Linked DNA regions of Mus musculus: regions 1, 2, 3, 4 and 6 are each linked to region 5. Evidence: chromatin contacts called from public HiChIP or PLAC-seq and promoter capture Hi-C data. All regions are on one chromosome and are shown on one strand. The core of a region is the stretch at or near the end of the contact, and the rest is flanking DNA. Distances in the headings are between cores, read along the strand shown.

Region 1 (4,463 bases), core at 550-3,049, 1.5 Mb before region 5:
CAGTTATTGTGTTCAACTAAGTGTTCCGTTTGTTAACATAAAACATTCTGAGTTTGAGGCAGGTGATCTCTCTGAGTTTGAAGCCAGGGTGGTCTCTATAGTGAGTCCCAGCACAAGCAGTGCTCCGCGGTGAGAGCCTGAAATGAAACAAAACAAGGCAAAAAAAGTCATGTTAGTAAAGCTTTTTTTGTTTGTGTGCATGAATGTTTTGTCTGAAAGTATGTTTGTGCACCATGTGAGTGCCTGATGCCCTCGGAGGTCAGAGATGGGAAATGGATCCCCTGGGACAAGAGTTACCAACAGATGTGAGCTGCCATGTGGGTGTGGAAATTGAACCCAGGTTCTCTGCAAGAGCAACAAGTGCCTCTAACAGCAGAGCCACCTCTCCAGCTCCAGTACGGAAAAACACTCTAAAGCTCTGCCTTGGCACTTCGACACTCAGCACCCACCCGGGTCTAATCCCTAGGGGTGGACAGGAAGAGATCATAGCTTCCTGCCAGTCTCCCAAGCCCAATGTCCCAGTCTCAGATCCCTCATCCCCACAGCTTGGGGTTGTGACCCATCGGAACACTAGATCCACTGCAGTCCTGTCCTTTTACAGAAGGGGAAACATTTGGGATAAGATTCATCATGAGACTCTGTGTGGTATTTTAAGACATCTTATTACAAAAGTAATGTGCTACAAAATAAAAATAAAATTCACATGGCCCAGGTGATACGTCAATTAGAGCAATTCTTGACCAATATTATTCCAAATGGCAGTCCAAAAGTTTAGCTAACTGACATGCACCTTGAACTATACCACAGCAATTTCTGATTAACACTAGTTCAAATATTTCCTGCATAGATCACTCTAAAGATGCAAAATATAGACCTTTGTAAACCTTTTCTCACTGCAATGAAAAAAGTGACAATTCAGCTGGGCGTGGTGGCGCACACCTTTAATCCCAGCACTTGGGAGGCAGAGGCAGGCGGATTTCTGAGTTTGAGGCCAGCCTGGTCTACAAAGTAGAAACAGAGAAACCCTGTCTCGGAAAAAAAAAAGTGACAATTTATAAAAACAATACTAACAAACACAGAAGAAAGAACAGAGCAATTAGTGTGCACAGAGGCCTTTCCATATTCAAATGCTGTCAAATGATAATGGCATCATTTACAAACGGTGGCAGGAGGACACCAACCTGAGTGTTTTTAGCTCCTGGAACTTAGCAACAGTTGCCTTCTAGCCCAGTTAGTTTTATGTTCTGATTACTCTGGGCCATGATAGCCAACTTTTGGCCAAATATGAGTATCATTTGTAATGTTTTTCTAAATATAAGCGGCCAGTCCACGAGGGCAACCCAGTTCAAGTGCTGAGTTACTTCGGTATGCTTATCTCAGTCCACAAGCTTAAAGTGAAAGGAAAACAGATTAGGAAGAGTGAGTGAGGGTTTGGCTCAGCTTTTGGGAGCTTGCCCAGCGCGAAGAAGGACCTGGGCACAATTCCCAGCGTGGAGCGGGGGATGGGGCCTCGGGGTCGGAGCGGGCAGTGATCAAAGTTTTGTTTTGTTTCTCGCCAAGGCACCACCAAAGCCCTGAAAAGTCGTCCTAAAAACAGCTGTTAAAGACTCCTTCATGCCCTCACAAATCTTGTTGACTGCTCTCCCAACAGCAGTTTCCCAAGATTCCATGCCTTCTATTGCAACACCCCGGCAGTCTTGCACGCAGTAGGGACGCGCAGAGACGCCGTGGTGCAGCCCGGGACACAGATGGAGCCCCACCTTCGGGGACTCGCTAGGCGGAGCCCCGGGTTGTGACCCGCCGCGTAGAGGGCGGGCGCCGACTGTCTTCCGCTTGCGGCAGAGTCGGGTAGGCAAGGGACAGCGATGAGCTGGGAGCTGCTGTTGTGGCTGCTGGCGCTGTGCGCGCTGATCCTGCCCCTTGTGCAGCTCTTGCGCTTTTTGCGGGCGGATGCGGACCTGACCTTGTTGTGGGCTGAATGGCAAGGGCGACGCCCAGGTGAGCATCCTCTACAGCCTGGGCTCTAAGGAAGATCAGGGCCGAGGTCCCTCCCAGCTGTTGCCAAGCTGAGCCTTGACCAAGGGCTGAGGGTCCGGGAGGAAGAGGCAGGGGCTAAACAGGCAGTACCCACTCTGTCGCTTGTCTTAATTCGAAAATGGCCCTGATTTGTTACCCAGACTAGGATAGAAAACGTCAAACCCCAAGAGAGCGCTGCAATTCTCTGATGCCTGCAAGACACAGACTTCTTCCGTAGGATCCCCGGACACTCTCAGGGAAGGCACCATGGAGAGCAGAGTGTGTCCCTTGCTTTCTAAGAGGCCGGAACATTCTTTGATCCTGCACTTTTTACTTTCCCGGAAGCACCCAAAGAAAATTTGGCCTGAATCACTTACTCACCTGCTCACTTGGTTAAAATTTTCGCAATAGAAAGCGCTGAGCTGGCTTTTTGCCAGGAGGGAGATCATTCTGTGTACAGTAAGGCACGTTTCGCCCGCTCCACTTCGATCTGCAGCTTGCGTGGTGTTTAATGTTCACTTAATACATGATTCACATGCTCCGATATATCAGTTCACAGATGCTGCTGGGTGTTATGTCACGTTGGCAGTGTGTTCAGCAGGCCACAGACAGCCTCTGACCTTTGGCGTTAACAATTCTGATGACATGGGCACTCTTCGTATTGTTTTTCAGTTAAAGACATTGACAGAGAAACTCAAAGCCTCCCTAGGTAGGCTTTTCTGATCCTTAAAGGACTAAGTGGGATTCCACTGTTCGTGGTGGAAAATACACAAAGCACCCGAACAAAAATGCTTTGAAGTAGCTGGTGGCTCAGAAGGTACTGCATTCAAAGTCAGCAGGGCAGGAGTAGGTGACAGCTGGATCTTGGATTTTATGTCCCTCCCAGATGTTGGCAGGCATCCTTGCTGTCTTTTCTCTGAAGCTGCATTGCCTTGGCTCAAACAGTTGCAGTACTGACAAATGCAACTGCACAGTGTGCTTGTGGATTCAGCGCTGCAAAACAGGAGAGGGCATGGCTGTGACTCGGAGACTGTCAGTGTTGAGGGCAAGAATCCTAAATACCCCATACATCTTTTAACTGTAACTCTCCACTGAGCACCATTGAGACAGATGGATGTATCTGTAAGCTCACGGTCAATAGCAGCCTGTGGATGTTGTTTGTGTTTGGCCTCATTTATTTAAATGGAAGATTGAGTTAAACTCAGTTTATAAATTATGTGACTGTATAAAAGTTATTAACACATTAATTATGTCTGAAATGTAGGTGTGTTTAGTCTTTTTTTTGCGGTGTAATTTTTTTATTACATATATTCTTCATTTACATTTCAAATGCTATCCCCAAAGTCCCCTATACCCTCCCTCCGCCCTGCTCCCCACCCAACTCACCCACTCTCCTGCTTCCTGGCCCTGGCATTCCCCTGCACTGGGGCATATGATCTTCGCAAGACCAAGGGCCTCTCCTCCTATTGCTGGCCAACTAGGCCATCCTCTGCTACCTATGTAGCTAGAGACACAGCTCTGGGGGGGGGGTACTGATTAGTTTATATTGTTGTTCTACCTATAGGGTTGCAGACCCCTTCAGCTCCTTGAGTACTTTCTCTAGCTCCTTCATTAGGGGCCCTGTGTTCCATCCAATAGCTGACTGTGAGCATCCACTTATGTATTTGCCAGGCACTGGCATAGCCTCACAAGAGAGAGCTATATCAGGGTCCTGTCAGCAAAATCTTTCTGGCATATGCTGTAGTGTCTGGGTTTGGTGGTTGTATATGGGATGGATTCCCGTGTGGGGCAATCTCTGGATGGTCCTTCCTTCCGTCTCAGCTCTGAACTTTGTCTCTGTAACTCCTTCCATGGGTATAGAGAAGACAGGACGTAGGGAGGGTGTGGCCTCTGTCTCGCGCTGGAGAGAAGCAGCTTCCACATCGTGTGAGGGATGAGGCAGAGAGTGGTGCAAGGCCTTGGGAGAGATTTCTCAAGCTGGCATTAAACTCTGGGTTTCTTGTCAACTCTCAGAGTCTGATTTTTTTTTTTTAAGTCGTTGTCAGATTCTATGGAAACACTAAGAAAAAAAAAAAAAGGATGCTAGATTAAAGGACGGGAAGATAGGTGTTAGATCTGTGATCATGTGGGCATAAAACGAGCCGCTGGAGACCATTTTCACTCAGGCTTTACATAATAGGTGTTTATTGGTGTAAACAAGGTTGGACTCTGTTAATTTAGGCTGATTAGTAACAGTTACAGCGTAAATGAATGGTGTGTAGGGTAATGTGTAGACAAGCTTTTAGCAAGCAGTTGTGAATGGCTAGCTGAGCACACAGCCTCTCATTCATTCAAAGTCTTTGGTCAATTGTACTCTCTCCCCAAAAGCATCTTACCTGAAAGGAAAGCTTTGTTTACATAGTTTGGTTATTTCTAGGACAAGTTGTATGTGTTCCAGTGTCTAAGAA
Region 2 (4,807 bases), core at 2,221-4,720, 1.4 Mb before region 5:
GTAGGTGTGGCCTTGTTGGAAGAAGTGTGTCCCTGGGGGTGGGCTTAGAGTACCAAGAACTACAAGGAGAGAGATTTTCAATGTGAGTTCGCTCAGAAAGCCTTGAGAAAAGGGGAAATTATTGAGATGGCGCTGTTAGTTATCTTAGTGGGGTATTTAAATAAAAGTTTAAGGACACAAAGGACTGGACTGCTTACTCATACAATGTTTCCTGAAAAGGAGCCCACAGTCAAGGAAGTCAAAGACAAACTGCAGAACAGACTGTCATCTTAGAGTCGCAATGGTTAGCAGCAGGCCAGTAACTTTAAGAAATCTCTGAGAAGAACATGACGACCATAAACCTCTTTAAAATGTATCATTCGCGTTATCTAAACGTGTTTGACCACAAAGCCCACTTTTCTCATGTTATCTAGTAACAGAAAATGCACTTAGTATTTTATAGATATTACTTGGAGAAATAGTGGCCTATTTTGATCAGAACCTAAAGAATTAAGACAAGAAGAGGACTAAGCATAGCACCCATGCAAACCTATGCAAAGAAAAACTTATGATAGCTAGATGTCTGCTGTAAAAACCTATTCAATCATTAATATTCAAAAAATATTGTAAAGATATTTTAAAAATTGATGTCTGTTTCCTAACAATTCATAAGTGATCAATAGGGTAAAAAGTATATAATAAGCTGTTAACTTCTGATTGTCATTCTAGACCATAAAAATTTTAAAAATACTTAAGAATTTAGAGTATTTTTTGAGGTACTACAATTACATTTATGTGGAGAAGTATTGTGAATGCTAGCCTGGATTATCTGTAGAATATGACCATAAGAAGTAAACTCATTCCCTGAGTAACATGTTGGCATGTGCTTCTGAGGGCGGTCAGCACCTGGAAGGACAGACCATATCTGTCATGGCTTCCTCCAGCATGTTCAAATGCACACTCAATCCTGAGGAAACAAGAGCTGCGCTAATGACGGCAGCACAGCACTGACTCGGGCCATACACTCTCTACATACGCACTGAGAGGGAGCCAGCCAAACAGACTCTGAGACGCTGCTGCATTTGGAATCTGAGTCATGAAATTCCCACAGGGTAAGAAGCAGTTCAAACTTGCAATCTGCCGTGGCGGAATTCTTAGTTACCCACACAACAACTCATGGATCATATGCTGCGGACTAAAATCCCTTGAAAAAAGAAAGATACAACAAAAAGTAGTAGCTTGAAAGCACGCACAGCACATGAGTGTGCACACATTCCTCTAAGGCCAGAAGAAACAAATTCCTAGGCAGCTTTTTAGTTTAGGTTTATTCTTTAATGCATCATATCATTATTCTATGAATACAAGATACAGAACTCTGACTCTGTAGACCAGGCTAGCCTCAAATTCACAGATCCACCTGACTCTGCTTCCTGAGTGCTGGGATTAAAGGCAGGAACCACCAGGCAAATTCTGAGGATTCTTGAATAGAGGACTTGAAAGGAATATAAAAAGTTATAAAAGGTAAAACCTGATACCCAAGCTGGCCTGAGGACACTGGCACCTAACACTCTTGAACGAGAGCGGTTAAGAGCCCAGGCCATCAGGGAAGTGAAGCTATTTGCAGAATGGCAAAAGGCTGCAATTAGAGATCTGCATCTCAGCTATATTAATTAATTAACTAGCTAATTAATTAATTCTCCCAATTCAATGATGAAAATACAACCTGGTTTTAAAAAGATAAACTAAGGATAAGAATTGACAGTTTCTGGGTGATAGACCATGCTGGAAATGAAGCTTGCCATGAGGAAATGCAAGCCAAACCTACCATGAGATAGTGTGAATTTCTCTGATTGGCTAAAATAAAAATGAAAGCCTAGAACAAGTGTTGATGAGGTTAATGTAAAACCTTCAAATACATCTAGTGGGGATGTACAGTGAGTGGTGCTATGCTTTGGGAAAAAAAAAAATCTGTCAGTTTCTCAAAGAGCCAAACAAGGGAATTAGCCTCTGACATACCTATTCCATTACCAGGTATTATATCCATGAAAACATGCCTACATAAAAATTTATACAAAATGTCCACGGCATTATTAGTACTGGCAAACTCTTTTTGCCAATGGCTAATGGCTAAATAATACAGGGCATATCTGCCTAATATACTAATAAACAATAATGAATAATACAAGCTGCAACATAAAATTCGCTAGATGCACGCACACAGATCACATGTTTTAAGGTTGTGTTTATATCGAGTATCTGAAATAATTTTGTTGAGACTAAAGATTAGTGATTGCCTACAACTAATAGCAGGAATATTGGGGAGGAGAGAGAAAAAGCAGCTAAATAGAAAAGATTTCTTTTGGAGGTAATCAAATTGCTCCGAAACCAACTTGTAGAGATGATTGTGCAAACCTGTTGAGATGCTCAAAACCAGTAAGCTGTATACTTCCAGAAAATGAATTGTATGTACCTCAGGAAAGCTCTCACAGAGGAGGATGCAAAGGTCCCCTGCCCGGGATTTTCCACAGCAGTTAATAACCAATAGGCATTTCCTAAAGGTAGGAAAGGCATAACCTGTAGCTAGCCTGGGATCCAGGCAGTTAAATCACTAAAATGGCAATATCTGTACTGGATGCTGTGAGAAATTATGGGTGATTGGGTGTGAATGGAAGCAGATATAAAATAATATGAATGCTCTCTCTCTAAACTCAGGGATTTAATGAAAAAAAAATAGAACCATAGTGGAAAAAATGAATAAGGGGAACATGAGAATAAGAGAGCATACAATTCAGAGGTCTAATAAATAACGAATGGGATTCATTTTTAAAAATTCTGGTCTTTGACACGCAAAGGATTATATAGAGACAGAGAAACCTGAGAAACGCGCTATACATATCCAGGAGGCCAAGAATGAACAAATTTTGGTCAGGAGGGCTTGAGACAGAGATAAACCAAGAAAGAGTGATCTTACCTAAGGGGCATAGGCCATGAACTTGATTAGAGTAACATGGCCATCCCTCAGCAGGGCCAAAGGGCCATTCTCCATTTCACAGAGGCCTCTCAGAAATAAAACGTAACTCCACGGGCTGCAAAAGTATTCTCAGTCACATTAAAGCCAAACTGGATCACTACCTCGATCAACTCAATTTGCTCAGTACATTAAAAAGAGCAATAATTGCATTTAAAAGCTGTTTCATGGAGAGCGAAAGATGTTTCTTGAGGTATTAAAAGGTGAAGGAACCCAGTAGTACCCAGGGGTGGAAACTAAGGCAGCAACGAAGTCTCAGGTGTGTTGGGGACGGACATACCTGGAGTCACCGCAGGGGAGAGGCGACGCGAGGGCGTCCTGGGACCACATCTCCCCAGCTGAAGTCGGTTGGGAACTCCTGCCCGAGGATGGATGCGGGCCCCGCCAGCAGCTGACCGGAGGCCTCCAGGACCGCTCCCGTTCCCATGGCTAAGATCAACTGCGCTCGTGCCTCCCAGGGGTCAGTGCGCACGCGCGCTCGGAGGCGGGGCTGTGCGTCTCGTCCCGCCCCCTGCCGCCTGGTTCTGCCGGAGGCGGATTCATGTGTGCGGCACAGCAGCGCAGGGTAGGCGGGGTTTCCTCCGCGCAGGGCCGGGCGGGCTAGTGTTGTGGGAGACGCCCAGACTTCTTCCGCACTGGTGCTCTGGTTCTTGAGCGGCCTAAGCACCACCTCTGAACTCTCACCCGGGCCACGCCCAGACGAAGGAACGTGGTTGCCTTGGTGACGAGTCCATCGTTTGGCAACCTCGAGGCTGGAGAGCTGGATGACTTGACTGTCTCTTGGGGAGCCTAGGCTTTCCAAGATTGGCAGACCCGTGACTCAGAAGTGCAATAAAAGTCCAATCCCCCAGGGTTCGGATACCTCCATTAATGACTACAGAACTAAGGCCATTCAAACAGCCTCAGGGATGGGAATGTTTTTAAATGGTAACATGTGCCTGTTATATTTATATTTTTGCTCTTAGTATTATAGTACTTTGGGCACATTATAAACTATATCCATGTAAAATAATGAACCTGTCTGTGGCAGCGAGCCAGGGCCCAGGGACACAGGTTGTAGATAGTCACCCTAGCAACTGGATTTTTTTTTTTTCAAGAGATCTCCATTCAAGTGAAGTTGGGATTCTTGAATTTGCCACAGGAAAAAAATTCCAGGGCGAGCCTGTATGAAGCAGAGTTGGAGTCTACAAGTGATTTTTTTTTTTTTTTTTTTTTTTTTGGTTTTTCGAGACAGGGTTTCTCTGTGTAGCCCTGGCTATCCTGGAACTCACTCTGTAGACCAGGTTGACCTCGAACTCAGAAATCCGCCTGCCTCTGCCTCCCGCGTGCTGGGATTAAAGGCGTGTGCCACCACGCCGGGCTACAAGTGATTTTAATATAAAATAGAGGGACTGATAGATGTGCTCAATGACAGCGTAAGACACATCAAAGTGTGGGGACTTCCACTTTGCATGTTACGTATACAGTGTTGGTGATGTCTGAGGTTATGTAGGAAGCTCTGCTAAGGAAGTTGAGTGATATCAGAAGGTTCCTGAATTTGGATCGGATTACAACTGATAAAGTAAAAACAGTGTTTTGAAAAATATGTTTATAGTCTTGTTTGGAGAGTCCCAAATACTTTCAGGTTTACAAATACTTAAGAAAGGTGTGAGGTCATAAATACTTAGGCCTTAAGCATGGCTCGCAGGTATTTTTCCATTCTTATTTGAAATGATTCTACATGAAAGGAATACTGCCTTTTTATAGGTAACCTTCACAGAATATTATAACTATGCTGACTCTCTTCACTTGCTGGATTAC
Region 3 (4,484 bases), core at 914-3,413, 1.6 Mb after region 5:
TCCCACCCGCCACTGTATAGACTGCCTCTGCTGGAAAATGCAGAAACTCCTCAATGACCTTGGCCATATGTAGTCATTGACACTGGAATAGTATTTGTAAAGGTTTTTAATTTATTCAAAAAGACATAGTATTTTAGTACTTTTTACAGAAATGCTACTGATTAAATAAGCTCTTAAGAATTAGTAAACTTGTTGGATGGCAGTGGCCCACAGCTGTAATCCCAGCACCCTGGTTGCAGGGGCAGGTGGGCTTCAGGGTTTGAGAGCAGCCTGGTCTACAGAGCAAGTCCCAGGACAGCCAGGGCTACACAAAAAAACCTTGTCTCAAAAGTCAAAATACAAACAAAAGAGAGAAAAGGAAGGAAGGAAAGAATTTGAAATATTAAAATGCAAAAGCCCTTCACCATAGCCCCCAGGTGATCAGCAGCATTGCTTCCTCGGCTCCCCAGTGCTGCCCTAGGCCAGTATAAAGACTCTGTATTGCACTGTAGACTCTGCTAGCAGACGGCACTGAGAGGAGCCAGCGCTCGAGGGCGTTCTCACGCCTGACTGATAGATACCTTTTTAGGGTGATGAACTTACACAGATGCAGAAGATATGGGGTGGTGGTCCTGGGTTTTAACCCTCTGACCGTCTTCTAGCTTCTAATTTTGTTTGGTTTTTACATCTAGGAGACTTAGGAATAATACCCACTGTTCTTAAACTCTTTGAGACCATGTCTTAAATGTCAGTATTTGCTGCTGAAGACAAAAACGGAAAATAGAATGAAATAATAGAATGCACTGTGTTTATTATTTTGTTAAAATTATAAACAGTTCTACATAACCTGATTATAGAAGAAGGGCATGTGTTCATTAAGATGTGCCTTTTGTTTTGCAGTGTATGGTGTTTAGCTAATCATTGTTTAGCTAATGATTTGCCTATTATTTGGGAAGACAAAATTAATATGCCATATATGTACAGTTTATTTATATTGTATATATTTAAAGATAATGCTAATAACCTCTATAAATGTAAGTGACTTGAGGCCTATAATACAATCTGCTATTTGACTAATTTGTAAGTCTGGAACAAAAGTGTCTTATGGCATAAGAACCAACTGCCATTGTCAAACCTATTAACTGTCTTTAATCTCGTGTTAACTGAAATTTTTGAAAAGTTTTTCCAGATTAGTAATATTTAAACAGAAAATACTTTAAAAAGCTTTATTAAATTTTTTAATCAGGATAAAGCTTTGCCATTTGGATACTATCATTCAAAGTGATCAAGGTATGTATGTTATGCTGATAGTGCAGTAGCAGCCATTGTAAAGTAGCCAAAAGCCACGTTGTTTATCTACTGGTCTGTGGCCTTTTACTGTGCTTTGTATCAGAGTTCTTAACAAGATTAATAAATCACCTCAGTCTTAATTTGTAAAAGATTTGCAATATTGTTTTTCATCACAAAGAGCAAGGAGAAGCTGGGAATAGTGGTGAGCACCTGTAATCGCAGAACTTGGGAGGTTAGACGGAAGCATCTGGACTTAAAGGCGACTCGACTACGTGAAGAGTATGAAGAGTTTGAACCTACTTGGGATACAGGAGGCCATCCTGAAAACAAAAAAACAAAAAACAACAAAGCTGAAAAAAATCTAGAAGAACGAATAGCTATCATCTGTTTATTACGTGTGTGTGTGTGTGTGTGTGTGTGTGTGTGTGTGTGTGTGTTCATACTAGAGATCCAATGTGACAGGCCAACCTGCAGGTCTCTCCTTCTACTATGTGAGTCCTTGGTCTTGCTGGCCATCTTTTGGCCCCGTGGGATGTAAAAGGACTAACTTTTCTTTACCATTAAAAGCAAGTAGCACGTTCCCAGCCACCACGTTTATGCATTCATATGAAAAGGAAGCACAGTAGGAAAACTTCTTGAATATAACCATTTTTAGATAGGACCTGGGTAGCTGCCTAGATCTATCGCCAGCGGCTCTGTGTGAGCCGTTCTCCAGCTATGTATAAGCACTGTCGGTCGCTTTGCTTCTTAAAGTGCCTATCATTGTAGCAGCAGCTGGGCCACTCCTGGGTAGGTTCTGCTGCTTCCTGCGGACTTTGAGAGTCACGCATGCGCCTTGGGCAGCCGCCCTGCCGCTGGGAGGTACGGGTGCTGCGTGGGCGTGACGTTACCGCGTGCCGCAGCCTGCGGCGGGCCGGGGCAGGGATGGCGGCCGCCGTGGAGCCGGAGGTGGAGGACCCGCTGTGGAGCTTTGTGCGGGTTCTGGAGAAGCGGGATGGGACAGTGCTTCGGCTGCAGCAGTACGGCTCCGGGGGCGTGGGTTGCGTTGTGTGGGACGCCGCCATCGTCCTTTCCAAATACCTGGAGACGCCGGGGTTTTCTGGCGACGGGGCCCACGCGCTGAGTCGGCGCTCGGTGCTGGAGCTGGGCTCCGGCACGGGGGCCGTGGGGCTCATGGCTGCGACCCTCGGGTAAGAGCTGGCGGGAAGGCGCTGGTCGCCCAGCATCAGGTCACCGGCGTGCAGCCTTGCGCCTGTACCTCAACGAGGTTGTTTTTTTAGGGCAGATGTTATAGTCACTGATCTTGAAGAGCTGCAGGACTTGCTGAAAATGAATATTGATATGAACAAGCATCTTGTGACTGGTTCTGTTCAAGCCAAGGTACTGAAATGGTTTGTATGGCCTTTCAGCTTGTTTTTAAGATAATCGATCGCTTACATGGGCTTTAAATTGCATTTTACACAACGCTTGCTTAATATGAGGGGAGCCTTCTGCTTCTCGTTTCTAAAATGAACACTTTAAATCGTCAGAGCATCAGTTAAAGACATACGTTTGACATTTTTAAGGGGTGAAGACATAGAAGACTTGATGTCACCAGACTACATATTGATGGCAGACTGTATATACTATGAGGAGGTGAGTAGTGGTCGAACTGGTGTGTCCGAAAGCCCACAGCTCTCCGTGGTTTAACACCTCCAGGTGTGGGATATTTGTTCTATAGATGATGAGGCAGTAAAGAGAAGTTAAACTATCAAAGGCAACACATTCGCACAATTCAGGATAGGCATACAGGCCTGCCTGTGCGAGGTGGTTGAGAAAACTTGCGTGCATTCTACTGGAGACTTTTTGGAAAAATTTAAAAGGATTTTCCGATTTGCATATATTCTAGAAAACTAAGATACCTTCTGTTTGTTTGTCTGTTTGTTCATTTGTTTTTCTTTTCCCATTGACTGCTAACTGTGACTTTGGAAATTAATTAAAATGCAGGTTGGCTCACTCCTAGAATCCTAGCACTCACAATTGCCATGAATGCTAGGCCAGCACAGAGTGAGACGCTCCAAAATTAGTTATTCTCAGTGACAACATTTTATTAGACTTGTGGAATGATTTTCTTCCCATATCAGTTTATGCAGTATTGGACAGTATTTAGTTTTAAGTTGATGCCTTGAGCCAACTGATGATCAAAAGGGTCAGCAGTTAAGAGCACACACAGTTCTTCCAGAGGATCCAAGTTCAGTTCCCAGTACCCACATCAGGCAGTTCACAGCCACCTGTAACTCCAGCTCCAGGAAGATCAATTCTTCTGGCCCTGCAGGCACTAGCACATACTTAGACACAGGCAAATACGTGCATATAATTAAAATAACAAAAATTAAATTTAAACCATTAGGGTCAGGCTTGCTTTGGTAGAATAAATAGTTGATTGTTTAAATACCACATTAACTTAGATGAAGTGAAATTAGACTTGTAAGACTTAAGTCTAGCAAGATGTGATGGTACAACTTAACTAGAAACCAGTATAATTATTGGTAGTCAGGGGTTGTTTACCAGTCTTGTTTGATAACCTTGCTTTGTTTTGTTGGTTTAGAATGGTTTGACTCACCTCCTGACCCTTTCCTATCACAGGAAACTCTTGACGTAATAAACTGAAAATGGTATTTTTTTTTTAAATAGTCCTTGGAACCACTGCTGAAAACATTAAAAGATCTCAGTGGATCTGAAACTTGTATTATATGTTGTTACGAACAACGTACAATGGGGAAAAATCCAGAAATTGAGAAGAAGTATTTTGAGGTGAGTATCGTAATAGGTCTGTCTTGGTAGCAGTTACCCTCTGGGGGAGCTGGATGCGGTCGCTGCGGTATTTTAGGCAATGTGATGTGGGGGAAACATTCTCTTGATTAGAACCCAGGGAGACGTTTCCACAGCCCTCCTCCCACTGTCTCTGACCTTGCTAGGCCAGGTTTGCTGGCTGTTCTCACAGTCCTTACTGTTGCACTGCGAGGTGCCAGGGGCCAGTGATGACAAGCTTGTCTTCTGAGACAGTTTTCAAGGCTGCTAAACACGAGACCCTTTGGGAGTTTCTCAGCAGGGTATTTAAAGCTTGCATGATAGAATGGAGGTGGTGGACCTTACTTGTGTATTTTCCTATATATTTTTATTTTACATAAGTAGCGATTTCCTGAGCGTTGTTGTTGTTTGTGTTTGTTTGTTTT
Region 4 (4,419 bases), core at 1,081-3,580, 1.1 Mb after region 5:
ATGACTTTTCCTCTCATGAATGTGGAAAGCATACTTCACTCCATTCTCTGGAAAGCCCAGGTCTAAGGAACTATCTTAACAAGATCCCAGCAACCTCACTTCCTGTCCTCTGAGGTCAGCCTTGGGAATTTTAGGGCAACTTCTTTCTCCTTTACCTCCCTTCCTCAAATTCTTCACGGAAAACCCCATTGTCTTTTCTCTTTCACCCTTGCGTGTTCTCTATCTGCACTACCGACTCTTTAGAGCTAGCATTTGTATCTGAACCACAGCAATACTTGAGTGCGCTTCCTCTCCTCAGACAACGTGCTCTATGAACTGCGTTTGGGTAATGAAGGTTTACACAAGGAGCAACCCTTTGTTCTCTTTTTCTTTTTATTAGATATTTACATTTCAAATGTTATCCCCTTTCCCGGTTTGCCTTCCAAAAACTCCCTCTCCCCTCCTCTCTCCCCCTGCTCACCAACCCACCCACACCCGCTTCCTGGTCCTGGCATTCCCCTACACTGGGGCATAGAAACTTCACAGGACCAAGGGCCTCTCCTCCCATTGATGACCGACTAGGCCATCCTCTGCTACATATGCAGCTGGAGCTATGAGTCCCACCATGAGTAATCTTTGGTTGGTGATTTAGTCCCTGGGAGCTCTGAGAGTACTGGTTAGTTCATATTGTTGCTATGGGCTGCAAACCCCTTCAGCTCCTTGGGTCCTTTCTCTAGCTTTTTTTTTTTTTACTCTTATGCCATAATCAATCTGTCAGCAAACCCTGCTGCAACTCTAAAATGCCTACAATCACTTAGCGCTTGTCCTGCTGCCTTTATCCATATGCATGCTAGCAATATTTTTTTATCACCTCCCTTATTTTGAAACCCCACTCCCCCATTCAGTCTACTCTCACACAGCATCCAAAGTGATCGCATTAAATACGTCTCTCCTCTACTCCAAAGGCCTAGGTGGGTGGCCAGTTACCAAGGAACTTCATTTCCCTCTACTCTTCTCTGTTCCAGTTCCAGCTACGTGACCCTCTTCCTATTCCTACAATGAGCCAGAAACACGACCACTTGCAGTGACTTGCATTTGCTCTTCTGAGGCCTCACTCCAGATAGCACCATAGCAAGCTAATTCCAGCATTGCCTTCTCACTGGCTTCATTATCCGACCCCCTTTCCAAGCTGTGGGATCTCTCTTGTTTATGCTTCCTTCAGCGCTCACTCTGTTACATACTATGGCTTACTAGTTTTATTTTTTGTGATCTCTCTTCCCCATAACCGCAGGACCTTTGTTGTTATATCCCAGACACCTAAAACAGCACCTTGGATGCTGGGTGCTCAATAAAATATTTGTTATAGGATTATAGGGACCTTTAACAAGGAAACATTTCATAAAAACACAGGAGACAGACAACTGATTAAATGTCTTTGTGCATGGCTAAAAAAAAGAGCAGTTTGGTGTCTTGTTCTGAGGTTGGTGTTTTGCTTCTGTGTTTTAAGCACATTCTCTTCATTATGAAAGCCTTACTTTGATCAAGAGGAGTGAGTCCCAATCTTATTCTCCAAGTTATTCTGTGTACCTGAGCGAGTTAAAGAGAACAAAGTAGAATCTGATATATTAGATAGAAAACTCCCAGTTCTGAACTCTGGTGCTCAAAGGCTTCAAAATTCTAAGACTTAACTGCAAGAGAAGGCATGTGGTTATTAAGAATACATATTAAAATGATGAAATAAATACACTAACGTCAAATTTATCTTAGGAGCTGTAGAAACTCCATCTTCTTTTTTAATCCGAAAGCGCGGATGGGGATGGGGGGCACAAAAGGGGGTGGGCTACCAAGGGTTGGGGGAGATAATAAGAGGACAGAAGAAACGGAGACTCAGTTTTTACAGTAGTCACGCTGTCACCAGAAGAGTCATCTGTGTTACTAGGTGTAGCCCTCGCGGTCCCAGCACACCCGAGGGCTGCCTTCCCTCAGCAACCAGGACACGCGGCTGCGGTTGCGGGAAGCAGGGCGGTAGGCAAGTCCAAGGCGAGAGCCGCTCGCCGCCCAGCGGGCTCCGGACCGCCCGGACTCCAGCTCCCCAGCGGCGGGAGCCGGCCCGCGCAGCCGCACTGAGGGCCGCGATGGTCGCCACACCCGGCCCGTTAGCCGCCCGCCCGTCGCGAGTCGCCGCACGCAGCCGCGTCCGCGCCCGGCGGGGGAGGGGCGGCCCGTGCGCGTCGGCTTTCCCAGCATTCCCAGCGGCGCGGGGAAAGTTTACCGGACGTAGGCGGTGGCCGCAGCGGTAGCGGCTCCGGGCGGCGGACCATGGCCCTGGTGGGCGGCCGCGGCCCTGTCCCAAGGCGGCCTCGGGCGGCGTCGTTGAGCCGGCTGACTTCCCGGGAGGAGCTGCCCTGCGACTGAGCGGCGGCGGGCGCGCTTAGCGCGGCCAACATGCGGCGGAGCCTGCGGGCGGGCGCGGGCGGCGGAGACCCGAGGCGAAGGCGGCGGCGGCGGCCCGGGAGGCGGCGGCGGGCGGCAGGCTCGCGGCCCTAGCGAGGCTGCTGGGGCGGCGGCGGGAGTCGTCCGCGAGGATGCTGTCCCGCAAGAAAACCAAAAACGAGGTGTCTAAGCCGGCCGAGGTGCAGGGCAAGTACGTGAAGAAGGAGACGTCGCCCCTGCTGCGGAGTGAGTGTCGTGGGCGGTGGCGGGTGGGGACCCGGCGCAGCCTCGGGTGGTGCTGGAAGACCGACTCTGGGAAATGCATGGCTGTCCGTGGTGTTGGGGAAAAAGTGCTTCGACCCGGGCACCTCTCTGCTGGGTACGTCCGGGCCCCGCGTTTGCGACCATCGCAGCGCCACTCGTCGGCTCACGCACTCGCACACGCACACACACACGCGAGAGTGGATTCCTTCCTTAGTCCTGCAGCGGGACACAAACTTGTGAGGCAAAGAACCTGATACTTGATACTTGTAGCCACTACCAGCGTCCTAAGTAACACACACACACACACACACACACACACACACACACACACACACACACGAGAGACTTGATACTTGTAGCCACTACCAGCGCCCTAAGTAACACACACACACACACACACACACACACACACACACACACACACACACACACACACACACACACACACACACGAGAGAGAGACTGGATTCCTTAGTCCTTCAGCGGGACACAGACTTGTGAGGCAAAGAACCTGATACTTGTAGCCACTACCCAGAGTCTTTTCATTTCCCAGAGTAGACAAGCCATTAACGTATTTGGATTAGGCTTTGCTCCTAAAATTAAAAAAAGCAAAGTATTCAGAATAATTTCAGCCATACCAGGCAAGTTCCTAACTTTATTCCTCTTTCCGACATATGTTCCGTCCCCTCCCGTACGTAGCTTTTCTTCTCCGTTTAAAATATTTGAGTTTTTAACTTGAACGCCTTGATTCTCCTTTTTTAAAATTCTTGGGTAGTCAGAGAGCTAATCCTTTGGTTCTCATTCTAGGAGCTGGACCCCTTGTGTAAGTTTCCTTCTTGGAAACTGGAAGTAACCGTGTGACTTAAATTAAGCATTACCTCATATTGTAATTGGGAAAGCTGCTCACAGGGGTTCCTAGTATTTGCCCAAGATCCCGCAGAAAGGGGTGGAGAGCATATTTTTCCATTGTGACCATGTGTCCAGCCTTACAGGTTCTGTTAGTAGTTGGAGTGCTAGACAACACAGTTGGTGGGGTGGATGTGTCAGTAACTGAAACCATTTTTAAGAGCTTGTTTTTCTGTTTTTTTTAGGTGATAGCTTGCTTTTTGCTGCAAATAAAGTTTATTAAGCATCATTTGAAGTCATGCCACTTGTTGAGTCTTTTAGTGAGTGACTCCATACAGAATTTGTGTCATCGACAGTTAATTATTCCAATATTAAGTTACTGTAGTGTTAGCTTCTGACACCCTTAGTGACATTGATTTAATGAATTCAGAAAATGTGTTCTATATCCAGGTTTCATATTTTAAAGGTAGTTGCTTTCTAAGAACATGAAAGCTGTTTGCACATTCAAATCAGCAGCCATGACCTTGGTTTGGGTTATCTGCTTTTAAAGGAGCCATAATTCTTTCCAGGCTTTTTCAGTAGATCCAGGGTTTGTGTGCATCTTTGGAAGTAGATGACTTTATTTTTCAGTTTCCACACTGAAAGGTCTTGCTTTCTAGTTTTGATAATTGTGCTTAGAACCGGGTAATTCCTGATAGAAAGACAAAAAAAAAAAAATTACCAATAAAAAAGTCTTTTACAGGAAATCTGACTTTGCGGTTTTTTCTTTAAATTTTATTTTAATGAGATGTGTTTGTGAAGAAAGATTCTTGGTGATACTTAAATCAAGTGAAAACACCAAACTGTAGTCATACATGATGCTGGTAAAGGAATTGGTTTGTTAGGTTACTTTCAGCT
Region 5 (4,211 bases), core at 790-3,289:
TATCCAATGCAGAAAAAAAAAAAAATATGAGACTTACCAGAACAAACCTTGTATATAGCCAGGCATGGTAATGCATGCCTTAATCCCAGAATTCAAGAGGCAGATTTCTGTGAGATCAAGGCCAATCAGGACAAGGGAAAACTTGTCTCAAAACCAAAAAACACTAGATTGATATAAAACTCTGATTTAACAGACAGCCTATGCCTTTAATCCCAGCACTCGGGAGGCAGAGGTGCACAAGAGGAAATAGTCAAGTCTCTCTCATTCTACATGCTGAATCCTATTTCCCCAGGGAACCAAGTTACTTTTCAAACATCTTTACAAACCAGACTTGTATCTTACATTTTTGAATGTAAACACTGACTCCTTTAAATTTGGGGGAATGCACAACTCAAAATAGTGATAAAGACTAATGACTTATAAAAAAAGGAAACTGGCTGGGCAGTGGTGGCGCACGCCTTTAATCCCAGCACTTGGGAGGCAGAGGCAGGTGGATTTCTGAGTTCGAGGACAGCCTAGTCTACAGAGTGAGTTCCAGGACAGCCAGAGCTGCACAGAGAAACCCTGTCTCGGAAGAGAGAGAGAGAGAGAGAGGGAGAGAGAGAGAGAGAGAGAGAGAGAGAGAGAGAGAAAACGTAAACTGGGTGGGAAACTGAAACATTTGGAATCACATACCACATAACGTTCCATTAGAACTAGTCCTCGTTTCAACAGCAAGACGTTTATTTGCAGCCAGGGCTGGAGGAACACGGGGCAGCTCATCTTCCACCACAGCCAATTTATTCCCTTGGTTTGGAGAAACAATCTCTCGCAGTTTCCTCGCTGGCATTTTAAGCCTTTGCCCCCTTTCCAGGCTAAACTCAACGTTTTTCATCTGGTTAGTCACAAATCAAGTCCCGCCGTTCTTAACAGAGGGAATTCTAGCTTCTCAAAACTTAAGGACGCAGTTTCTCCTTGAGTACCAGGAAAAGAAGTAATGGTGGAAGTGAATTTGAAAAACACCTGAGTTCCAAAAATAATTATGAAGCAGTCATTAACTTAGAAAGTCTATAGGCAAAATATCCATAAAGCTGTAAATTTCGATTTTGACATTTAATCCAGGGCTAAATACGACAAAAACAAAAAACAAAACAAAACAAAAAGTCTTGATCCCACTGAGTCTGTTAATGCATCGAAGAAATAAATTTCAAAGGAATTATGCCAAGAGCAAAAGAGAAGCCACGGGAACCGTAATAAAAACGCACTCCTCCAAACCCAGAGCTGCAGCTGAAAACCCCAACAGACGTGGAGGCGGGGTTAGGATTTGTTAAGGAGACCCAGACGAGCAGGCAACGTTAAAATCGTGTTTTTTAAAACACCACCCTCATAAGAGCTTAGTAGATTTCTTTCTACGAGTCAGGACGCAATTTCGGACACCTCAACTTAGTCTTCAGAGTCTCCACAGAGTCCGGCACACACGCCGTCTTGATTTTGATAGAATAACAGCTTCGGTTGTTCGCGGGTCAATACCGTCTTCCCCGAAAACCCGCCCTTGAGCGTCAGCACGCATGCGCGCAAAGATCCAACCCCCCCCCCCCCGACCGGAACGGGAGTGCTCTGGTGCTCTTCCATTCGTGTCCGGGTGGAAACAAACTCCCAACATAAAAGACTGCCAGGAGATGTGACTTTTTTTTTTTAAAGGCAGAATATCGCCTTTATGTTTGGACACAGTACTAAGTATTCCTAGAGGAATGGCGAATTCTCGATTAGCCCATAAACACTTTTGTTTATCAAGGGTTATTTACACTGTAGGAACTGCAGACCGTTAGAAACCTAGTAGGTTAAGCATATTAGGCTTTCTAGAAATTTCGACAGATTCCGTTGCCGTGGAAAAGGAAGTGAAAAGTACAGAGAGCACTGACGAACAGATAATCACAAAAGTTAATTCTTAGATGATTTTTAGAATTTGCTTGGGCACTTGCTTTTCTTCCTACATTTTCCCACGTGGTAACGAATCTGCGTCTAAGGGTCTGAAGCCATGCTTGACATCACTGCCCCCACGTGTTCTCAGCTTTCCGCGGCGCGGCGCTCGCTCTGTACTGACCCTCCGAGCTCACACGCTACCTGCCCCGCAGCTCTTCAGCCCGGTCCCGGTGTCAGAGGCGAGATCCTGTGGCTAAGTATGGTCCCTTTCCTCTGCTTTCATAATCCCGGGTTCGCGGCCAGTGGGGTGACAGCCTTCACTCGGGAAAGGGAGCGGGCAGGTACCCCGGAGGGAGACGCCGCGTGCACGCGGGTCGTGGGGCTGCGCAACCGGCAGCGCGGCGCAGCGGGAGGCCAGCCGTGTCCCGGAGGCCTTGTCACCCCGAGGGTGGGGACCCTAGGCCCCGAGACACCGCCCACCCGGGACTGGATCGCTTGGGGGCACGCTTTGAGATTACAAGGTAGCCAGCCACTCGATGACCTTGAGCTGTCAGACAGGAGCCCCTTTACTGAAAATCTAGACTTCCTCGGCTCTTACCCTGTCTGCACACTATGCCTTATGTCATTAGGTACAAGGGCTCGCACCCTTCCCAGGTCTCATATTGGAGAACGCACTGCTTAGAGCTTTCCCATTACGCCTTGCTAGAAGCTTTTAAAATGTATTTTTTTAAAGTATAATAGATTAATCATTTTTCTACCTATTACATTTTCTCTTGTTGTAGATTTATCTGTTGGTTCATGATTTGTTGTATAAGTGTATTAAAAGACCGAATGGCAATGTCAGAGCTGCAAGAGACCTTAGGGATGAATTAACTTCTGTAATTTCTATATAAAAGTTAGATATGAAAAAAAATGACCTTTCCCCTCTAATTTCAAAACGCTGAGCAACTGCAACAGCAATCAGTAAAGTGACCTGAGTAAATAATTTGTAACGAATGTCAGACCTGGGACTCCACCCCCCAAGTAGCGTGGTTCTCATCTTCCTTGAGGCTAGACTTTGAATCGGGAAACAATAGGAATTCATTTTCAAGTGCTTTTAGCTATGATTAACACTGAGTTAATTAAGAGTTGCCTGTAATGCTGGGTGTAGTGGCAGCCTTTAGGCCTAGCTACAAAGAGCTCCAAGACAGCTGGGGCTACATAGAGAAACCCTGTCGAAAGAGATAGAGAGAGAGAGAAAGAAAGAGAGAAAGACAAAAAAAAAAAAAAAAAAACAACCTTGTCTGTTCATCCCACAACCTAACTAAACCTGCAAATAATCTAAAGGATCATGTGAAAAATAATAAGATAATAAAATAAAAAAATTTCTATTAAGTATTTGAACTCTCAAAATAAACACTGACTTATAGCCTCTGAACAAAAAATAGTTTAGGGGATTATTATTCTTTTTGTCAACATTTTTTTAACTATGTTTCTCCCCCCCACCTCATTTTCACATCAAGTTCCCCTCACCCTTCCCTAAATACATCTGTAGATACACTTTGTTTCACTGAAGCATTTGTAAATAAGTTTCAGACATCATGAGCTTGAGCCCTAATTGTTGCAGCCTGTGCCTCCTAAAGGGCATTACAGTCTGCAAAGATTATCACACTTAGATGACATTTAGATTTTCTTAATTATCTAAAAATTGCCTTTATTGTTACGAGAGTGGCCAGCTGCCTTATGTCATTAAAAGGCCAGGTCCCACAGCTGGAAGTGGTCTGTCTGTCTCTCTTTCCCTCCCTTCCCTCCTCCTCTGCTGAGAGCCTGGAACTCAGAGATCTGAATGCCTCTCCCAGGTGCTGGGATTAAAGGTATGAGCCACCACACGTGCTTGTATGCATGTGTGTATATGTATCATGTGACTGCCTGGTGCTTGACGAGGCCAGAGAGGAGTTGCAGACCCTTGCTTGGAACTGCTCCTGCCAGCTGTGAGCTGTGTATACTGGGAACCTAACTTGCTGCAAGAGCAATGAGTACTCTTTTGTTGTTTTGCTTGTTTGAGGGGTACTTGGTTGGTTTATTTATTGAGGCAGGGATTCTCTGTGCAGTTCTGCCTGTCTTGAGCTAGCTCGGCTGTAGATCAGACTGGCCTCAAACTGAGAGATCTGCCTGCCTCTCCCTCCAGAGTGTTGGGATGAAAGGTGTGCGCTAACTGCCTGGCTACGAGTACTCTTACCACTGAGCATCTCTCTAGCTCCTCATCTTATTTTTGAAAACTAGTCTAGTTTTCTTAGCTATTCTACACTATGGGTTTTCCTAATTATTCC
Region 6 (4,553 bases), core at 1,433-3,932, 1.4 Mb after region 5:
GTGATATGGCATGTTGGGAACAAACAAGAAAGGGAAGGTTATGGTTTAACAGTGATGTGCTTGGCTGGAGTTGACATGAGGTCAATTGTGTTAGTTTTGGTCAAATTGACAATAGCTAGACTCATCTGGGAAGAGGGACTTTTGATTGAGAAAACTCTTACGTATGACAGGTAAAAGATTTGTGGGGCATTTTCTTGGTTGATGACTCAGTGTGGAAGGGCTAAGCTCACTGTGGGTGGTGCCATCCCTGGGCAAGTGGTCTTGAGGTACACAAGAAAACAAACTGGGGAAGCAGTAAGCAACACTCTTCCATGGCCTCTACTTCAGTTTCTGCTCGAACTTTCCTTCACAATGGACTATAAGCTGTAAGACGAAATAAATCCTTTCCTTCTGAGTTGCTTTTGGTCATGATATTTATCACATCAAAAGCAAACTAGGACACTGGGGTCTTTATTATTTCTCACAACTGCATGAGAACCCACAATTACTGTAACACACTGAATTTAAGATACAATCATCCATGCTGTTTGTTTGTGATGGAATGAATAAACAGGGAACATTGTTTCTTCCCCACCAATGAAACAAAACATGTAGTACTACTCATGAAATCAATCAATCAAGCATAATAAAAAGCTAATGCTTTGCCAAGCTCTTCTCATACACACACTATTATCTGCTCAGGGGCACTTCAGACAGAAAATTGTCTGAGGTGGAGATGATAGGTTGAACCTGAGCCACCTACTGGCTGGAACCAACATTCAAACCAGCGAGTCCTTCCTTCCAGCGACAGTCTGTCCTGTTAAGCTGGTCTAACCCTAAAGATGAAGGACTACCATCAAGCACCGAATGGGAATTACATTGGTATGGTGACAAAGAACCACAAAGTTTTACAGTTATAAGGTCTTTTAAGTGACTGCATAGCTCTCATTTTTACAGTGGAGGAAACACAAGTGCCCTCCCCTGTGAGTGGCTATCTGGAGGCATGGACATTTAAAGCTCTCTCTTAGTCTAGTGATTAAGGAAAGGTTGAGCCAGGAAGTCTGCATGGGACTGACCTAGGCACATATGTTATACTTGTGTAGCTTGGTTTTCTTTTTTTTTTTTTTTTGTTTTTTTTTTTTTTAAGATTTATTTATTTATTTATTTATTTATTATATGTAAGTACACTGTAGCTGTCTTCAGACACTCCAGAAGAGGGGAGTCAGATCTCGTTATGGATGGTTGTGAGCCACCATGTGGTTGCTGGGATTTGAACTCAGGACCTTCGGAAGAGCAGTCGGGTGCTCTTACCCACTGAGCCATCTCACCAGCCCGTAGCTTGGTTTTCAAGTGGGATAAGCAGGAGCCCGCCTTTGGGACCCTTTTCTCCTACTGGGCTGCCCTGTCTAGCTTCAAGAGGAGAGAATGTGTCTAGTCTTATGCAACGTCACATACAGTGGCTGGTTGATATCCATAGGAGGCTGCCCCTTTTCCTAAGTGGGTGGGTGGGGGTGGGGTCGATAGTGAGAAGAAGGCTACAGCGCTTTGGATGCCTGCTTTTAAAAATTTGGCAAGAATTTGAGGTTGGGCCAGGACTGGGAAGTAGGCTCAAGATGAACACAGCTGAGGACAGAGTTATTTTGTATTTTGATGGGTCTTGATAAGACTCTGAATACAACTATCATGGCACCTTTGTTTAGGCTTTGTTCCTTAACTCTGTTTATGACTTAGGACTGACCTTATTCTTTGCATGTACTTAGAATTGTATAAAAGCAGACTGACTGGAGGAAAAATAACCTTGCTTCAACCTCAGAACGGGCTAGGGTTATGTTAATAGTACTGTCTAATTGTCTTTTTCTTTTCAATTTTTTCATCCCTCCCTGGAGAACCTGTTGACTGAGCTGGCTTAGTCAGGAAGGCCTGAGAGAAGGAAGGGGAAGCTGGGGCAGAGATGTAAATTAATAAAGAAAAGTTTGGGGCTAGAGAGATGGCTCTATGGTTAAGACTGTTAACTGGTCTTACCTGAGGGCCTAGATTCCCAGCACCCACATGGCAGCTCAGAATTTCCAGTTCCAGGCGATCCTGTACTCCCCTTTCTGGTCTCACAAACTCCTGCACATACCTGTTGCAATAAGCTCGCATAGGCACATATACAAGTCAATAATAGAAACCAAAAAAACAACACTAAATGACGACAGAGACCGAGCCGTCTACTTTCATCCAGCGCCTAGCTCAGCGCCCGATATTTACAAGCTGAGTCAGTGGTTGAATGAACAACCAACCAGGAGCCCCATGAAGGGCCCAGAAACCTGCGGGCAATCAGCAGGGTAGTGACAGGGAGCGGCAGGAGGTGGCTTAGTCCCCAGCTCCCGGGCCACAGCGTCGCCAACCGACCAGGAGGCGTGGCCGAAGGAGAGGCCGCAGGAGCCAGGGGTCACCCCGACATGCCCAGCCTTCTCTGGCGGAACAGCGCCGGCGTCCAGTCAAGCCTGTGCGGGCGGAGGTCCCGGAGAGTGGAACCACCACCCGGTCCCCGCCTTCGCCCTAGCTCCTCTTACTCACGGCGTGCTGCGTCCCTGCGCCTGGCCGGCCCTTCGCCCTCGGTCTTTTCCTTCCACGGCGCTCGCTCATTGGCCAGCGGAGACCACGCCCACGTCAGGCAAACGCGCGTGTTTCATTGGCTCTCGTCTGGGGGCGGGGCTGGAGAGCGGCGCGCTTCACCCTTAGAGTCCGTTCAGGTTGCGGGTGCTGGGGTGGAGGGAGGGGAGGTGGCGCAGGCCATGTGGCCGACCCTGCGCTACGTAGGCGGTGTCTGCGGACTGGCCCGGTACTGCGTGGCTGGGGGCTTCCTCCGCGCAAGTGGACCGGCGTCCGGGGTGCCCGGGCTACTGTGCGGGGGTGGCCGCAGAAGCTCCAGCACCAGGTAAGTGAGAGGCGGCGGCCTGCACTTGCTGTTCCGCTCAGGGATCTCCAACTGAACCTGTCTGTGTCCCCCGACTCGATGTCTCTGTCCCCGGCGAGGAAGTCCTGATTCTGTGGTCCAGCCTCGAATCCCAGGAGCTGCTGACCCGCAGGGTTCGTCCACTGCGTTTGTGCGCCATAGGAAAGGCAGTGTTGAGTTGAGGTCCGGAGCTAATCTGGCTCCGAATACACAACTCCTCTCCATTTCTTAACCACTCTAAAGGGTGACTGGTGACTAGGATCCTAGTCTGGCCCCTAGGTGGTCACTTTGAAGATTAAAAGACCTAGCACACTGCCAATAAGTATGCAGCTTCTTAACTATCATCCCCTGTGTTGCTTGGAAAATCCAGAACTTGGCTTCTGTGGGTCAGTTCCTTGCACACACTAGAGTTGTCCTCACTAGAAGCAACTCAGTTGCCTACTGTGAGCTGCCTAGGAAAGCTGGCAAATACAGTGTTCGGTGTGAAAGCTTTAAGGGCGGGGTGGAGGGGTGGGGGTGGGGGAGCTTTTGATTGTTTGAGACAAGGTAGACCATGCGAATGGATTTAGTGGCAGACCGAGGTGTGGCACGACCCTGGAGAGGGGCAGTGTTTTTGTTTAAGACGCGTTTAAAGCATGTTAAACGGTACTGGTTTGTTTTCCTTTGGCTGTCCTATGACTCCGGTGTAGATCAGGCTGGCCTCTAATGCCTCAAGCTATCAACCTGCCACTCCTTTCCTAGTGCAGGAATTAAAGGCACGTGCCACCCAACCTGCGCCACCTTAACTTTTGAGACTGGATCTCTCCCAATTTCTCTCCCTCTCCCTGTCCCCCTCCCTTTTTCCCTCCCCCTCCGTGTGTGTGTGTGTGTGTGTGTGTGTGTGTGTGTGTTTCTATCTGTCACTTGCTTTTTCCACATGGGGTCTCTCTTTGTATCCTGGCTATCTTGTTGACCAGGCTGTCCTTGAACTCAGAGATCTTCAGTGTCTGCAGGGATTAAAGGTGTTTGCCTCCACTGCCTCGGGGCAGGAGAGGGATGGGGTGGGGGATAGGGTCTCTTGAGGTGATTGGTTGGTTGCTCAGTAAGCACGAGGGATCTGCCTGTCTCCCTGCCCCTGATCCCAAGGTTACATGGGTTGAACAAGGAATGCCCTTACATAAAGGTGCTTTGGGTACAAACTCAAGTCCTCACTTGTATGGCAAGCACTTTGCCAATTAACCATTTTCTTATCCCAGTTTTTAAAATACTGATTATTTTGAAACAATTGTAGACCTATAGAAAGTTGCAAAAATTATAGAATGGTTTTATGTCACCTTCCTCCTGTCCCACCATTTGCCTTGGTGTTAATGTTGATACAATGCACACATTCAGGTTTTACCAAATTTATGTGCATTCTGTGTTCTGTGTATAGCTCTATACAGTTTAATCATATTTTGTGTAATCTCAGTTTGGGCATAGAAATGCTCTATTGTGGGCCTGGACACGGGTGCCCTCTAAGGTGTCAGGGCCCGGTTATTAGTGAGCTTTTGAGGATCACCAAAGACGAGCCCTGACAGCTGCCCACAGCTCTGCCAGACACTGGGCTATAGCAGCTGCCCTGGTAGCAACATGAATGAACAGTATCTGCCAAGTG

The links. Promoter capture Hi-C pulls out the DNA fragments that hold promoters and counts their contacts. HiChIP or PLAC-seq counts read pairs in DNA pulled down with a chosen protein or histone mark.
Region 1: a promoter capture Hi-C map of liver shows a contact between it and region 5, with 6 times the contacts expected there. The contact joins the promoter of Dhrs7 here to the promoter of Timm9 in region 5. A contact is called at or near these places in 4 of 39 promoter capture datasets (the C10 cell line, hippocampal neurons and liver), 5 of 115 datasets of contacts at active chromatin or transcription factors (the 230-238 cell line, astrocytes, extraembryonic endoderm stem cells and 2 more) and 1 of 9 other capture datasets (adipose tissue).
Region 2: a contact with region 5 is called in a promoter capture Hi-C map of liver, with 5 times the contacts expected there. The contact joins the promoter of Pcnx4 here to the promoter of Timm9 in region 5. A contact is called at or near these places in 3 of 39 promoter capture datasets (hippocampal neurons, liver and pre-B cells).
Region 3: a promoter capture Hi-C map of pre-B cells shows a contact between it and region 5, with 5 times the contacts expected there. The contact joins the promoter of Vcpkmt here to the promoter of Timm9 in region 5. A contact is called at or near these places in 2 of 39 promoter capture datasets (liver and pre-B cells).
Region 4: a contact with region 5 is called in an H3K27ac HiChIP or PLAC-seq map of differentiating embryonic stem cells, with 5 times the contacts expected there. The contact joins the promoter of Sav1 here to the promoter of Timm9 in region 5. A contact is called at or near these places in 1 of 39 promoter capture datasets (liver) and 1 of 115 datasets of contacts at active chromatin or transcription factors (differentiating embryonic stem cells).
Region 6: a promoter capture Hi-C map of pre-B cells shows a contact between it and region 5, with 5 times the contacts expected there. The contact joins the promoter of L2hgdh here to the promoter of Timm9 in region 5.

Annotation. Positions count from the first base shown.
Region 1 is chr12:72,662,164-72,666,626 of GRCm38.p6, reverse strand. Dhrs7 (dehydrogenase/reductase (SDR family) member 7) reads left to right here and starts at 1,799. Exons shown (of 7, transcript NM_025522.5): 1 at 1,799-1,998. The coding sequence starts at 1,866.
Region 2 is chr12:72,535,020-72,539,826 of GRCm38.p6, reverse strand. Pcnx4 (pecanex homolog 4) reads right to left here and starts at 3,470. Exons shown (of 11, transcript NM_026327.3): 1 at 3,288-3,470.
Region 3 is chr12:69,580,696-69,585,179 of GRCm38.p6, reverse strand. It overlaps Vcpkmt (valosin containing protein lysine (K) methyltransferase), which reads left to right and starts at 2,163. Exons shown (of 6, transcript NM_001033236.3): 1 at 2,163-2,459; 2 at 2,550-2,660; 3 at 2,835-2,904; 4 at 3,943-4,062. The coding sequence starts at 2,194. Sos2 (SOS Ras/Rho guanine nucleotide exchange factor 2) reads left to right here. Exons shown (of 23, transcript NM_001135559.1): 23 at 1-1,419. The coding sequence ends at 57.
Region 4 is chr12:69,984,913-69,989,331 of GRCm38.p6, reverse strand. Sav1 (salvador family WW domain containing 1) reads left to right here and starts at 2,330. Exons shown (of 5, transcript NM_022028.2): 1 at 2,330-2,658. The coding sequence starts at 2,565.
Region 5 is chr12:71,134,503-71,138,713 of GRCm38.p6, reverse strand. Timm9 (translocase of inner mitochondrial membrane 9) reads left to right here and starts at 2,039. Exons shown (of 5, transcript NM_001286203.2): 1 at 2,039-2,159. 2700049A03Rik (RIKEN cDNA 2700049A03 gene) reads right to left here and starts at 1,866. Exons shown (of 30, transcript NM_001163378.1): 1 at 676-1,866. The coding sequence starts at 874.
Region 6 is chr12:69,723,003-69,727,555 of GRCm38.p6, reverse strand. It overlaps L2hgdh (L-2-hydroxyglutarate dehydrogenase), which reads left to right and starts at 2,682. Exons shown (of 10, transcript NM_145443.2): 1 at 2,682-2,902. The coding sequence starts at 2,760. Dmac2l (distal membrane arm assembly complex 2 like) reads right to left here and starts at 2,611. Exons shown (of 5, transcript NM_026536.2): 1 at 2,542-2,611.